Regions from separate parts of the Sus scrofa genome. Here regions 1 and 2 are each linked to region 3. A link is a contact called in public HiChIP or PLAC-seq data. All regions are on one chromosome and are shown on one strand. The core of a region is the stretch at or near the end of the contact, and the rest is flanking DNA. Distances in the headings are between cores, read along the strand shown.

The links. HiChIP or PLAC-seq counts read pairs in DNA pulled down with a chosen protein or histone mark.
Region 1: a contact with region 3 is called in an H3K27ac HiChIP or PLAC-seq map of skeletal muscle, with 2.7 times the contacts expected there. The contact joins the promoter of PPM1A here to the promoter of DAAM1 in region 3. A contact is called at or near these places in 1 of 47 Hi-C or Micro-C datasets (subcutaneous adipose tissue) and 1 of 2 datasets of contacts at active chromatin or transcription factors (skeletal muscle).
Region 2: a contact with region 3 is called in an H3K27ac HiChIP or PLAC-seq map of alveolar macrophages. The contact joins the promoter of ARID4A here to the promoter of DAAM1 in region 3. A contact is called at or near these places in 2 of 2 datasets of contacts at active chromatin or transcription factors (alveolar macrophages and skeletal muscle).

What each region holds. Positions count from the first base shown.
Region 1 is chr1:189,246,445-189,250,500 of Sscrofa11.1, forward strand. It overlaps PPM1A (protein phosphatase 1A), which reads left to right and starts at 2,530. Exons shown (of 6, transcript XM_021062341.1): 1 at 2,530-2,966. It overlaps LOC110259569 (basic proline-rich protein-like), which reads right to left. Exons shown (of 5, transcript XM_021085056.1): 2 at 3,044-3,460; 3 at 2,358-3,009; 4 at 1,893-2,027; 5 at 383-636. The coding sequence ends at 517.
Region 2 is chr1:187,382,928-187,386,671 of Sscrofa11.1, forward strand. ARID4A (AT-rich interaction domain 4A) reads left to right here and starts at 2,427. Exons shown (of 24, transcript NM_001244179.1): 1 at 2,427-2,607; 2 at 3,694-3,744. It overlaps LOC102165044 (a long non-coding RNA gene), which reads right to left and starts at 2,089. Exons shown (of 4, transcript XR_301235.3): 1 at 1,861-2,089; 2 at 791-845.
Region 3 is chr1:188,333,853-188,337,714 of Sscrofa11.1, forward strand. DAAM1 (disheveled-associated activator of morphogenesis 1) reads left to right here and starts at 1,483. Exons shown (of 25, transcript XM_021102694.1): 1 at 1,483-1,631.

The DNA.
Region 1 (4,056 bases), core at 1,280-3,779, 910 kb after region 3:
AAATCTCTTTATACTATAGTTCCTATTTTTCTACCTTTTCTTCTATAATTGACCCAGATTCTCCTGCAAGTGTAAAGCAGAGAGCAGAAAGATATGGAAATTTAAAAGAAGGAAGCGGTTAAGACAGGCAAGACCTTTAAGCTCACTATGTTCCTATAGTGCCACTGGCGACTCAGGCTCTGCCTTATGAATAAGAAAATTTGTTTTCTAAGGGCATTTCAAATTGTGGTTTTCACATGGGTTTTTCTGTTTCAGAATGGTAATGAGTCCACTAGCATGCTAATCATGCTGCTACTTGTCCAAAGTATTAAGAATTCCAATAAGGCAAAGTTTCAAAGATCTTTGATCTAATTTCATTTCTTTCTTTCTTTTTCTTTCTTTCTTTTTTTTTTTTTTTTTTTTTTGGCAAGCATGGGGAGAATTAGGAAATATAGGAAATATGTCATCAGATGATACTGAGACCAAATGCATAAGTGAACTTTATTTTTACTTTATATACCTGGAAATGATCCATCTTCATCTTACTCTAAGAAATTCTAACCTCCAAGATATTGGGTGATTTGGGGGTTCCTTGAAGAAGCAGCCTGCCAGTGATCTTTTGGTGATATTGTTTGATCCTGTTGTTAGATCCCATGTCTAAAAGTGAAAGGAACAGAACCGTCACAAAAAAGTCATGTTGGAAAAATGAGATAGCATTTACAGTTTTAAAAGCAGTTAAATGCTTGCTGAATGACAGAGACAGAATAAATAGGTTGCTTTAGATCTAAGAGTTGGAGCAACAAAGTGGTTTTAGGAGATACAAAGTAGCAGGGTACAAGCTCTTAGGATAAAATGGAGAGGCCTTATCACAAATCTACTTTTTTATCAGCTGGAACACGTTATGACTAACATCTTCAGGTGTTCTTTTTTCTTTTTTGGCTGCTCTGCAGCACATGGAGTTCCCTGGAGAGGGAATCAGATCCCAGTGGCAGTTGTGACCTACACGGCATCTGTGGCAACACCTGATCCCTAACCCACTAGGCCTGGCCAGGGATGGAACCTGCATCCCAGCACTCCAGAGATGCCCCAGTCTCATTGTGCCACAGTGGGAACTCCTGGTTGCTCTTTTTAAAGTACCTGCCTCCTATAATGAAGTATTTTGTTTTTCTTTATGTATATGTAGCACAGCATCTTTCTTCTTCTTCTTTTTTTTTTTTTTTTTTTTTTGGCAGTGCCCACAGGCATGTAGGAGTTCCTGGGCCAAGGATTAAAACCGTGCCACAGCAGTGACAACACCCGATCCTTAACCCCTAGGCCACCAGGGAACTCCCAAGAGCATCTTTTTTAAACACTGATTTTTCTTTTAAACTTCTGTGCCTGGAAATGTGGTATAAGTCAAATCCCTGAGCAGGTTAAACCTCTGACAAGAGAGGGAAAGCATCCCAGCCAATGGGAAACCCTGCTGGTGATGTACTGCTCTCCAGTTCTGATTCATTGGCCGCCTAGGGTTTGTCATTGTATCCCTGGCGTCTGCAAACGGCGTGGGTCGGGTTGTCTGCAGTCTAGCTAGCTAAACTGGATTCTGGCCACCTGCACGTGCAACTGGGTTTAACAGATCTCTAAATTTTCATAGCAGCAGCTGCCACATTTTTGATAATCCTCCAGATTTTGAAAAATCCTTCGTTCCTTTAACCTCACTGGAGGTGGTTGGATGTCCCCTGTGACAGAATCACGTGACTGTCTAATAAGTGCAAATAAATACAATGTGGAACCCCACGAGCTACAGACGAAAAACCACCAGAAACTCAGAGCATGTGCCTTGTGCGTGTATCAGGGGCACTCGCGTGTGGGTGGGTGGTAGTAGGGTGAGAGTGTTGCTGCCCTTTGGGACCCGAGATGTGTGGCTAGAGCACCTGCGTAGGTCTCCCGAGGTCGCTGGGGCAAGGATGGCTCCGGAAGTGTGGAGGCTTGAGGGAGAGGGATCTGGCGGTGGCCTGACAACAAGCATGCCTTAGAGCCGCAGCAGCTAGGCCGCGATCAGGCCGCAACTGTAAGGGAGAGAAGTCGACAGCACAAGGTCGGTCCTCGGCCTCTGTAGACTGCGTCTTCCCCGGGAATGGGGTATCTATCTGCAGACAGACGGTAGCCCAGCGAAAGGAGGCGCGGACGCCCTAGGGGGGATGCCGAGTCCGGGCTCGGAGAGTATCCCCATTCCTGAGGCTCATACAGTCACACCTCTGTCCAGTCCCCAGGGCCAGGGCAGGAAGCCCCATGTCCCGGTTCCGTTCCGGGATTCGGACGCTCGTTTGTGGCTCTGCCTAGGGGCCGGGCGGCGAGGCCACTGCTACGAGAGAAGCTGGGTAGGGCAGTGACATCACCTGCACCCCTCCCCCGTTAGCCAGCGCGCGCTGCAGTTCCTGCCCAACGACATCCGGGTCTCTCCAGCTGCTCCGCCGCGCCGCAGCTGTAGGGGCCTCTGAGCCCACGGGGCGGAGCGTGGCAGGCGGAGGCGTGGGGGAGGGGTAGTACGGCACCGTCGTGAGCGCGCCTGCGCGGGGACGCGCTGGAGGCGGCGGCGGCGGCGGCGGCGCTAGGGGCGGGAGCGCGCGCGGGAGCGAGGGAGCTGTGGTCTCCGCACTGGCCCGGCCCGCAGCTTCGGGTGCTCCGGCAGCGGCAGCTCGGCAGCCGGTGGTTGGGGAGGGGGGTGGGGGGGCGCTAAGGCAGGTGGGGTGCGTAAGCGATGAATCTTCGGCTCTTCCTCCTCCTCCTCCGGGACCCGCTCTCCGCCTCCCGCTCCAACGCCCGGATGATCTGAGCCGCGAGGGCGCCGAGAGCCGGGGGCCCGGACGCAGCCCGGCTCCTCCCCTCCTCCGCCCCCTCCCCGGCCTGACCTGGCCGGCCGCCGCCGCGGTGACCCCCTTCCCGCCCCCTCCCCGGCCGCCGCAGCCTCGGCCGACCAGGGACCTGCCTGCCCGCGGCTGCTCCGGGTAAGCGCGACGCTGGGGCCGAGGGCGGGCGGGCGGCGCGGGCCTGCGCGGCAGCGGCCAGGCCTAAAGCCTGGGGCCTGTAAACAAGCCGGGCGTCTGCCCGGGCGCTCCCGGGAGGAGACGCGACAACTCCACCCCCTGGCCCGGCCTCCTCCCCCGAGCCGGGCGGCGGACTACGAGGGGTTAACGTTCTGCGAGGGCGGTGGCGGGCAGGCGGGGGCGGGGTGTTTGTGGCGGCTGCGCGGGGAGGGGGCGCGACCCTCCGGGTGCAGATGCCGGGCGGGGTGTTTGCGGCCGCTCGGCCGGGTAGGGCCGTCGGCGGGCCAGGCCTGCCCCGACCGGAGATGAACCCGCGGAACTTTCCCTGAGCGGGGAGGGGGCGTACGGCGCCCCCAACCGCCCGGCCACCCCGGGCTCCAGCCCCTGGAGGGAGGCCGCGAGAAAGAAGAGGAGAAGCTTCCTTTGGACCGGACTTGGCCTTGAAACACCAAATTCTGGAGAGTTTTTGCTTCAGGTTTTATAGAGGGTAGAGCTTAGAGTGAGGCTTTTTTAGAACTCAAGTCAGTGATACCTCCAATTCATTCATTCCTAAAGCATTGAACAAATTCATTGAAGTAAATGGTACTGATTTCTTTTCGTCTTTTAAACCGTGTTAATTGTGTGAGTAAAAGTTCTTGATGCTAGAGTTTGGTCGAGGTATGATACTTTTCTGCTTGTAGATTTTTAATATTTTCTTGAAAGACTGCTGGCTCTGGAGGGCCTCTACCAACAGCGGTTTTAGATATGTTTTGAAAATTTCATCGCTTGAGGTATTTCTTTTTTTTTCCTCAAGCACCGCATGGTACTTAAAAATTTACAAAGGTCGTACTTAAGTTGTCCAAGCCAAGAAAGCTATTCGCCCTGTCCACCCCAACCCTAAATTTCCTGCTGATTGGTGTAATGAGCCGAATGCATTTTAAGTGAAGTGATTGGAAGAGTATGGGCAATGTAAAAAAATCTATGTTATTATTTTCTCAAAGTAAATGATTTTGACATTATTGAAGAAAATTAGAAATTTAAAAATATTTTGAGGAAAAAGGCTTAATCATTT
Region 2 (3,744 bases), core at 1,177-3,676, 950 kb before region 3:
CGAATCCGACTAGGAACCATGAGGTTGCGGGTTCGGTCCCTGCCCTTGCTCAGTGGGTTAACGATCCGGCATTGCCGCGAGCTGTGGTGTAGGATGCAGACGCCGCTCGGATCCAGCGTTGCTGTGGCTCTGGCGTAGGATGGGGGCTACAGTTCCAATTTGACCCCTAGCCTGGGAACCTCCATATGCCACGGGAGCGGCCCAAAGAAATAGCAAAAAGACAAAAAAAAAAAAAAAAAAAGATAAACATACAGTATACACCTTTTGGTGGCAGCAATACAAGAAATTTTTTTTTTCTTCTTTTGGCTTTTTGGGAATTTCCAAATGCCCAGTAACATGTGTTATTTGGATCAGATAATAACAGTCTTAAGTTAGGTAGTGGAATTATAGGTGATTACCCCCAGGGGAAGTTGAGCAGTTTTATATGTTTTATAATTTCTTTACCAAAAAAAAAAAAAAAATCACTTCTCAACTCTTACTGAAATATCTTTTCTATATGCCAAAATTTTAAATATGGAGGAAAAAAATCATGAAAATGTTCACACTGTTTCTTGATAAAAATATGAAGCACTTAAAAAATCCAGAAATGGGAAAGGCATAATTGAGTAAACAGACTCATAAGTATGTCCTAATCTGGGGACTTCATTCTAAAGTATCACATCAGGAAGCTAGTTATACAGACTTATTTGAACCTTTGACCAAACAAACACTTTTCAACTACCATTTTTTCATTTTGCTATTTATGGTTCTACTTACTGGTCCACAGAAAAACTTTTTCAGGCAGGCTCACCTCAGTAATACTTTCGGGTATTTGTCACTGAACTGTCCTGTTTTCTTCTGACCAACTGCCAAAAAAAAAATCTCAATAAATTATTAAATCATTCAATCATTTTCTAGTCTGGAGCCCCATGAATAAGAGGGTTCAAATCAAGAATATTATGAAGATAATTTTATGCAGTTATTTAGATCAGTGTGACAAGGTCATTCGATAGAAAAACTAACATGCATTTATTTTAACTAAGAAATTACTTTTCTAGTAATTCTAAGAAAAGGCACTATTGTGAATGAAAAATTGACTCAATTAAGATATTCTCCTAACGAGTAAATGTAGTCAATGTGGACTACCATTGATTTTTACATATTTAATTATTTCATTCTTTAACTCAACTTGCTAATTAATACTTTATTTCCACAATTTCAAATGTAATTTTGTTCTATTGAAAACAACACAAGATCACAACAAGCTCAACGGCTGCCTTGAACAAAGTCCTACCGGGGAGGACCTTTCCTCTAAGGAGTGATGATAAGGGTTAGGTCAGGAGTTTTCAGTCCCTGTATTTCCTCCCCCAAAGTAGTATAAGGCTCCAGAAGGGTGGCACAGCTGCACGTCTAAAGTAGCAGGGCTGCTGCCAAGAGAATTCCTCAGCGCCCCAAACCCAGTTTCCTTATTGCCTCATCGCGGGAGGAGCACGCGGAAACACCTCTCCCCAGGTAGGGAGGGTCTAAGAACCTTACCTTCCCCGTCTTCCTGAAAAAGGAGCCTATAACTGGTGACACTCGATCACAGAGTATGACAAGCTGCCGAAACCCACTTCCAAAGAAGGGAAGTACTGCTCCCAGAGAAGAGGAGCCCAAAGGATCGGCCAGGAAAAAAAGACCAGCTCGTCTCCTCCGCCTCTTTCTCTTTGGCAGCGGGAGAGGAAGCCTCGCCCCCTCTCAACCCGCCTCCCGGCTCCCCTCCCCGCCGCAGGGAGAACATACCCGGCCATGGCTGCCGCGCGGCCCCCTCACTTCCGGTGCCGGTGCCTCCAATGCTGCGCCATCCCCCAGCCCACCGGACAACCACAGCTTCGAACTGACCTTTCCGGCAGATCGCGACTCTTCCAACGTTCACTAGGTTTTGTCCTGGAGAGAACGGTGGATGGGTGCCGCAGAAAAACGAATCTACAGACTAAAGAATCCGCTCTCGTCTGGCCAGAAACATAAAAAGCGATAGAGCTGCAGCCACCGCTGCCCAGACAAAATGGCGCCGACAAGCTGGTTCGGCGCAGGCGTCTTGGAAAGACCTGCCCCGCCCCCGTGCAAGTCCTGGGCGCAGCGCCGGGTTCGGTTTCCATGGGACACCCCACCGCCAATCCTCGTGCCGAACTGCTCTTCCTGACCCCCCCAATTGACCAATCAGTGCTCAGTCAAGCACATCCGGAGTCCTCTTTACCAATCATTTCTCAGGATTTACTAACTCAATACCTGATTCTCCAGTAACGTTAGTCTTCGGAGACAGCCAATCATAAGTGGAAGATGTCCTACCTGCTATTTTTCGCACCAATCCGGGAAGTTTCAGAGCTACATCCAATGAGGACGGCAGGTAGCGAGCTCCAATCCGAAACTCTTCGGCGTCATGAGCAGCCAATAGGAGTTCGTGTAGAAGCGAGACTGCTCAACAGCTTGTTATTTGGTGGATTGTGGCAGTAAATCGGGCGAGTAGGGAACCGGGCGCAGGAACTGCCGCGGCGGCCGAGAGTGGTGCTGCCCGGACGGGGGCCCACGGGGGTCAGTGGGGCGGAGGACTCGGGAGCTGACAGCGCCCACTTCACCCTCAGTTGGTAGGTGGGGAGAAGGGAAGCGGGCGATACTGAATGGACGAAGCGGTACTAGCAGCTGGTGCTGCTGCCCGGGGTCCCGGTACAGTTGGAAGCTTTGGAGGTGGGGAGGGGGATGCTTGGCAAGCGGGGCGACAAGCGCAGGAGAAGGGGCAGTTCGTGGAGCAGCGGCAGCAACTGCAGGAACAGCCGCTGCAGCTGCCTCCCCGGCCGCTTCCCCGGGTTCCCCGGGAAAATGGCTGTGGGGCTGGCCGCGCCGCTAAGTTTGCTTCCGCGCGGCGAGAAGCTGGCTGCTTGGGGGAGCCGGCCTCTAACTCCGCGGCGCGTCCTCCCCCCTGGAGTCCGTGGCAGGACCCGAGGGGCTGGGGGCTGGTACCGCTCTGGGCTGTACAAAAAGTTGAGGCGGGCGCGGGGAGGAGGCGGCGGCTGCTGCCGTTCGGCTCCCCTCCCCTCCCACACCCTGTCCGGGCCACCTCCCCTCCTCCTCTCCGCCCCCCCAGCCCCCTCCCCCTCGCGGGTCTTCCCTTCCTCGCGCGCCTCCAAGCTGAAGGCCGCGGCCCCTGCCCCTTGGGGTGAAGAAGCGCTTCTCCTTCCTGACATGGTGCAGAGCGGAGGAAGGAGAGCAATGGCGCCGTGACACTCCGCTGCCGCCACCGCGGGCCCGGGGCGGGCCGAGGGGGCCGAGCTGCGGAGGCGGGGCGCGGGCCGAAGTCGGGGTATCCGGGGGCGGCCGGGAGGAGGCTCGGCGACCGCGCCTGCAGGGGACCTGGGGAAGCCCCAACGGCGCCCTGCCCTTCTCCGGAGCGTGCCGTCCTGGGGCTCTGAGTTGAGCATTCCGGGTCAAAGTGGCGAGCGAGGCGGGGGCGCGGTGGGCCGCTGGCGAACTCTGAGGCGGAACCGCTGCCCTTTGGCGCCCGTGGGGTTCTCGCCGCCCCTCCGGCTCCTGCGTCCTGGCTGCCCTCGGAGGGGCTCTTTCGCCCTCCCTGGTGAGGGTTCTGCCCCTCCCCGCAGGCGTTTGTTTACTTTCTTTCCCCGAGTCGCTCCCCTCTGTTGACTGATTCTGTGCTCGTCTTTCCCCTCCCCTTGGTTCCAGCGGTAGAGAAGATAGCTCGTTGAGCTGGAACCCCACAGATCACCAGTAAAA
Region 3 (3,862 bases), core at 233-2,732:
CTATAAGGAATTGGCTTGTTAAAAGAAAAAGCAGAATTCAGTAGTAAAATCCCTCTCAGCAAACAAAGCCTTTCCTTCTTTCCTGAGATCTTCAACTAGATCCATGAATATTTTTCTCTTGAACCCCAGTTATTGTTGCAGGATGATATGAGAAATAAGAAGACTTTCACCAACAATTAGGTGGAGAGTTGTTTGAAATCTTAATTGTGAACTTTCTTTTCATGAGAGGTAGTCTCTAGAGATTTTGCTTGTAGAAATAAGGGTGTGAGCTGATCCTTATATGTGATTACGACATCGAATGCCATTATAATTTACCTTTACAACTGGAATAACTAGACGTAAAGATTTTTTTTTTCATTTAGAAACACATCAAGAGATTTACCAGTGTTAATTTTTTATAATGTTTGATATTCATTGAATAATGAAAAGTTCCAAGGCAAATTTTTACATATTAAAAATAAAATTTTATTGAAGGTTCAGAATTCTGCTGCACATCTTATCTTTAAATAAACACTTAGGTGTATTAGTATCACAGCAGTTCTTGAACAGCATGATGTTGTTTCGCTTAGGTCATTAAAAAATTTGAAGAGAAAGGTATGCAAGTTGAGAGTGTTGTGTATTTAAAAGTACATGTATACGTATATTTATTTATTAAAACTTTAGGCAAGGATGTTGTCTTCCTGGGAGCCATGAGCGAGCGGGAAGTCTGCTGCAGGGAAGAACAAAAGCATGGCTGCGCGATAGTATTATCTCTGCAGCAGCAGCAGGCTCCCAGACGGAGGGTTGAGGCGACTATCTAGTCTGTTGCACAGCATTTTGATTAGCGACACCCTAGGTTATTCTGTCGGCTCAGGCGACTAAGCTGTTCCCAGAGATCTGGTTGGTCACCCTGACTCCGTTAAATGGGAGAAGGAAAGAGAAGACCGAGAGGTGATTTGTACCAAGTGGGGCACAGGGGCATTTCTGTCCTTCAGGGTCCGCGTCCGCCTTCCTCTGGGTCGTGGGGTAATTCCTCGACTGCGTTTAACCCAATTAATTAGTTGCTACGCCTAGGGGAGGCAGTGAAGGGCTTAATCTTCTCTTTTCGGCCGGGGCCAACGGAACCAGGTTGCTCAGAGCTGCGGGGCTAGTGCGCACTAGTCCCGGACCCCTCTGGTTCCTCGGAGCCCGCATGGGGCCGAGTGGAGGTCAAGTCAAAGAGCACGACCTAAGGATACCACTTCCCCTCCCACCCGCAACCCCTGCTCCCAACCCGCTGCGTCCTCAGCTCAGCTTCTGAACTACCCGGACTAACACTGCAAGGCTGGAGGGCGGGTCGGGGGGGGGCGGGTCGAGGCGGGGGCGGGGTTAGGGGCGTGGACGAAGAGGCCGGGAGTGTGTCGGGAAGTGTAGTTCCAAGAACCCTGGTATCGCACTTACCCGGGCTCTGCCTGTGGAACACGAACTACAACTCCCAGAAGCGACCCGGGAGTCCATGCGCAGTGGGCGCCACATTGTATCCTATCAGGCGAGGAGAGGGTGATGTCACCTGCGAGTTGGTAACCTACGAGCGGCTGTGAAGGAAACTGTTTAAGGGAGCCCATTGTACCCGAAGCTCAGAACCGCCTTTTCAGAATGCTGGGGCTGCTCAGGTAAGGGGGACGTGCCGCGTCGCTCGCTGCACTCATTCATTAAGTGGCACCGCGCGGTGGCGTGGGGTTGGGCTCGCTGTTTCGGGCCCGGCGCTGGGTTCGCGGCGCGCCCTCCCGTTGCCTCCCCGGAGCTCCCGGGCCAGTAGGTAAATATTAAACCCGTCCTTCAGGTTGGGTCTGGGTGGGAACAGGACCTAGACAGCTTCCAGCTGCCAAGCTCGGTTTGGGAAAATGGCTGCAAGCGCGGCACAAAGCAAAGCGAGACTGGAGAAAGGCGCCCCCGAGGACGCGGGTGCCTCCCTTCTTTCTTTCTGAGGCGCTCAGATGCCAAGAGAGCCGGCGGGGTACCACTCGCCGCCTTGCTGCTGACACCCTGGGGCTGGGGCGCTGGGGGTCGTGGCCCCAGCTGGGTGCTGTGGACATTGCTGCTGTCGGGAGCTGCTGCCCGGTGAGGCTCCGGGAGGGGAGAATCCCAAGGCAGGCTAGGTGGACTCAGAGGTGGCGACAGAGGAGGAGAGACTCATTTACTCATCCCAGCAGAACCCCTACCATCCCGGGCACCCTAATCTCAAGACTCATTCGAAAGGGATGAAGTGACTGTAATTTAGGTAAAGTTGGGAGCTAAATATCTCAAACGAGAGACTAGAGGGAAACCGCGTTGCGGAAAGAGCGAGGGGTGTTGTCGGACAGCGGCGAGGGGAGGCTGCGCAGCCTGCTGACTGGTTTCCAAGCGCCGCAGAGCACTCCCGCCTCGCATCCCTCTGGGTAGGGGGCATCTTGATGCCCGTTGCACTGATGGTTCCCTCGACAAATAACACCTGAGCTGGTACGAAGCGTCTGCCTGGAGCGCTGGGCTAGGAGGTGGAAAAGCGGTGCGGAGTGTGGAATAATCTAACGATAAGACTCGCAGTGGGGCAAGAGCGGTGGATAATCGGTTTTCCCAGCTGGTGGTGAAAATCCAAATGCTTGTGATCCTCTTGCTCTCCGACCGGGCACCTGAGCGAGGCCGGTGAAGTCCTCTGGATTTCCCTTTCCCAGCCCCCTTATTCTTTCCCTTACTCACTCATTCATCAAATCTTTGCTAAAGGCTCTGTTCTCAAGTTGCTCACAGCCTGTGGTTGGAGTGTTCTGTCTCTTGCTGCCATGAAATATTTCACTGGGCCCAGAAATAGAATACACTCCAATCCTGGTTCCCCATCTCCCACCCCCCCATCTCCACCTACGCAGGAAAGCGTCAAGAAAGAACGCCACGCGTGGCCGTTTTGCCCTCGTTGAACTGGTAGTTTCTTGAGGCTCGAGAAGGACCTAGTGAATTGAAGCGGAGTTTGCCTGCAAGACAAATCCCGTTGCCATGGCGACTCCTGCCGTCGGAATCTTAACTGCTCCCACTGCTGTTTCAATTCGATGTGGCTCTGCGGGCAGCTGGGAGGGCGTGGCCAGTGGGTGTGGTCAGATGCTCTTCCTGGGCCCAGCTGCTCTCTCCTAGTCACCGGTTTCTCAGCCCAGGGCTCTGAACATTCTCTTGTAAATAGCTTGGACAGAGTTTTTAGACCCCTTTCCCTCTCGCCTACATGTACTTGGTCTCTCCAACCCCCCTCCCCAGAAAAAAACTATTAAGAGCCCTTTTCCTAAGGCAAACTCAGAAAATTGCAGTCGAAAGATCTTTTCCCCCTTTCAGGCTACCTGCATTTTCCTAATAGTGTTGGAGGCAGCGTTCTCAAGGAGGGAATTCTCTGTTACACGTGAAAAGAGCTCCCTGGTCATTAATGAAGGCCCTCAGTTTGCCTTAGATGCAATTCACAGGAGGGTTTTAGGGACAAATAATAACTGACCTTGAGTTCTGGAAGTCACTGCCATCCCTTGTGGTTTTCATGAAATCTAAAAACCTGCCTAGAGGATGCAGGTCCTTGAGAGGTTTAGCATCTGGGAAGCCTGGGTCCTGCACAGGCTTTGTTCTTACTGGCTACCACAGTCTGTCTGGGAAGAGCCCTCTGCTTCTAGGGACCATGGTCTTGGTAATGGGAGAGGGGCACAGAAGTTTTCCTAAAGCTGATTTTAGGTCTAAAATCTTAACTCTAAGAAGGAGTTGTTCATTGTCTTATTTTTCTCAAAAAAATCTAAAGATGAGAATTTAAACCGAACTCCTTTTTTTTTTAACTTAATGAATTTTATTACATTTATAGTTGTACAGCAGTGATCACAACCCAGTTTTATAACATTTCCATCCCAGA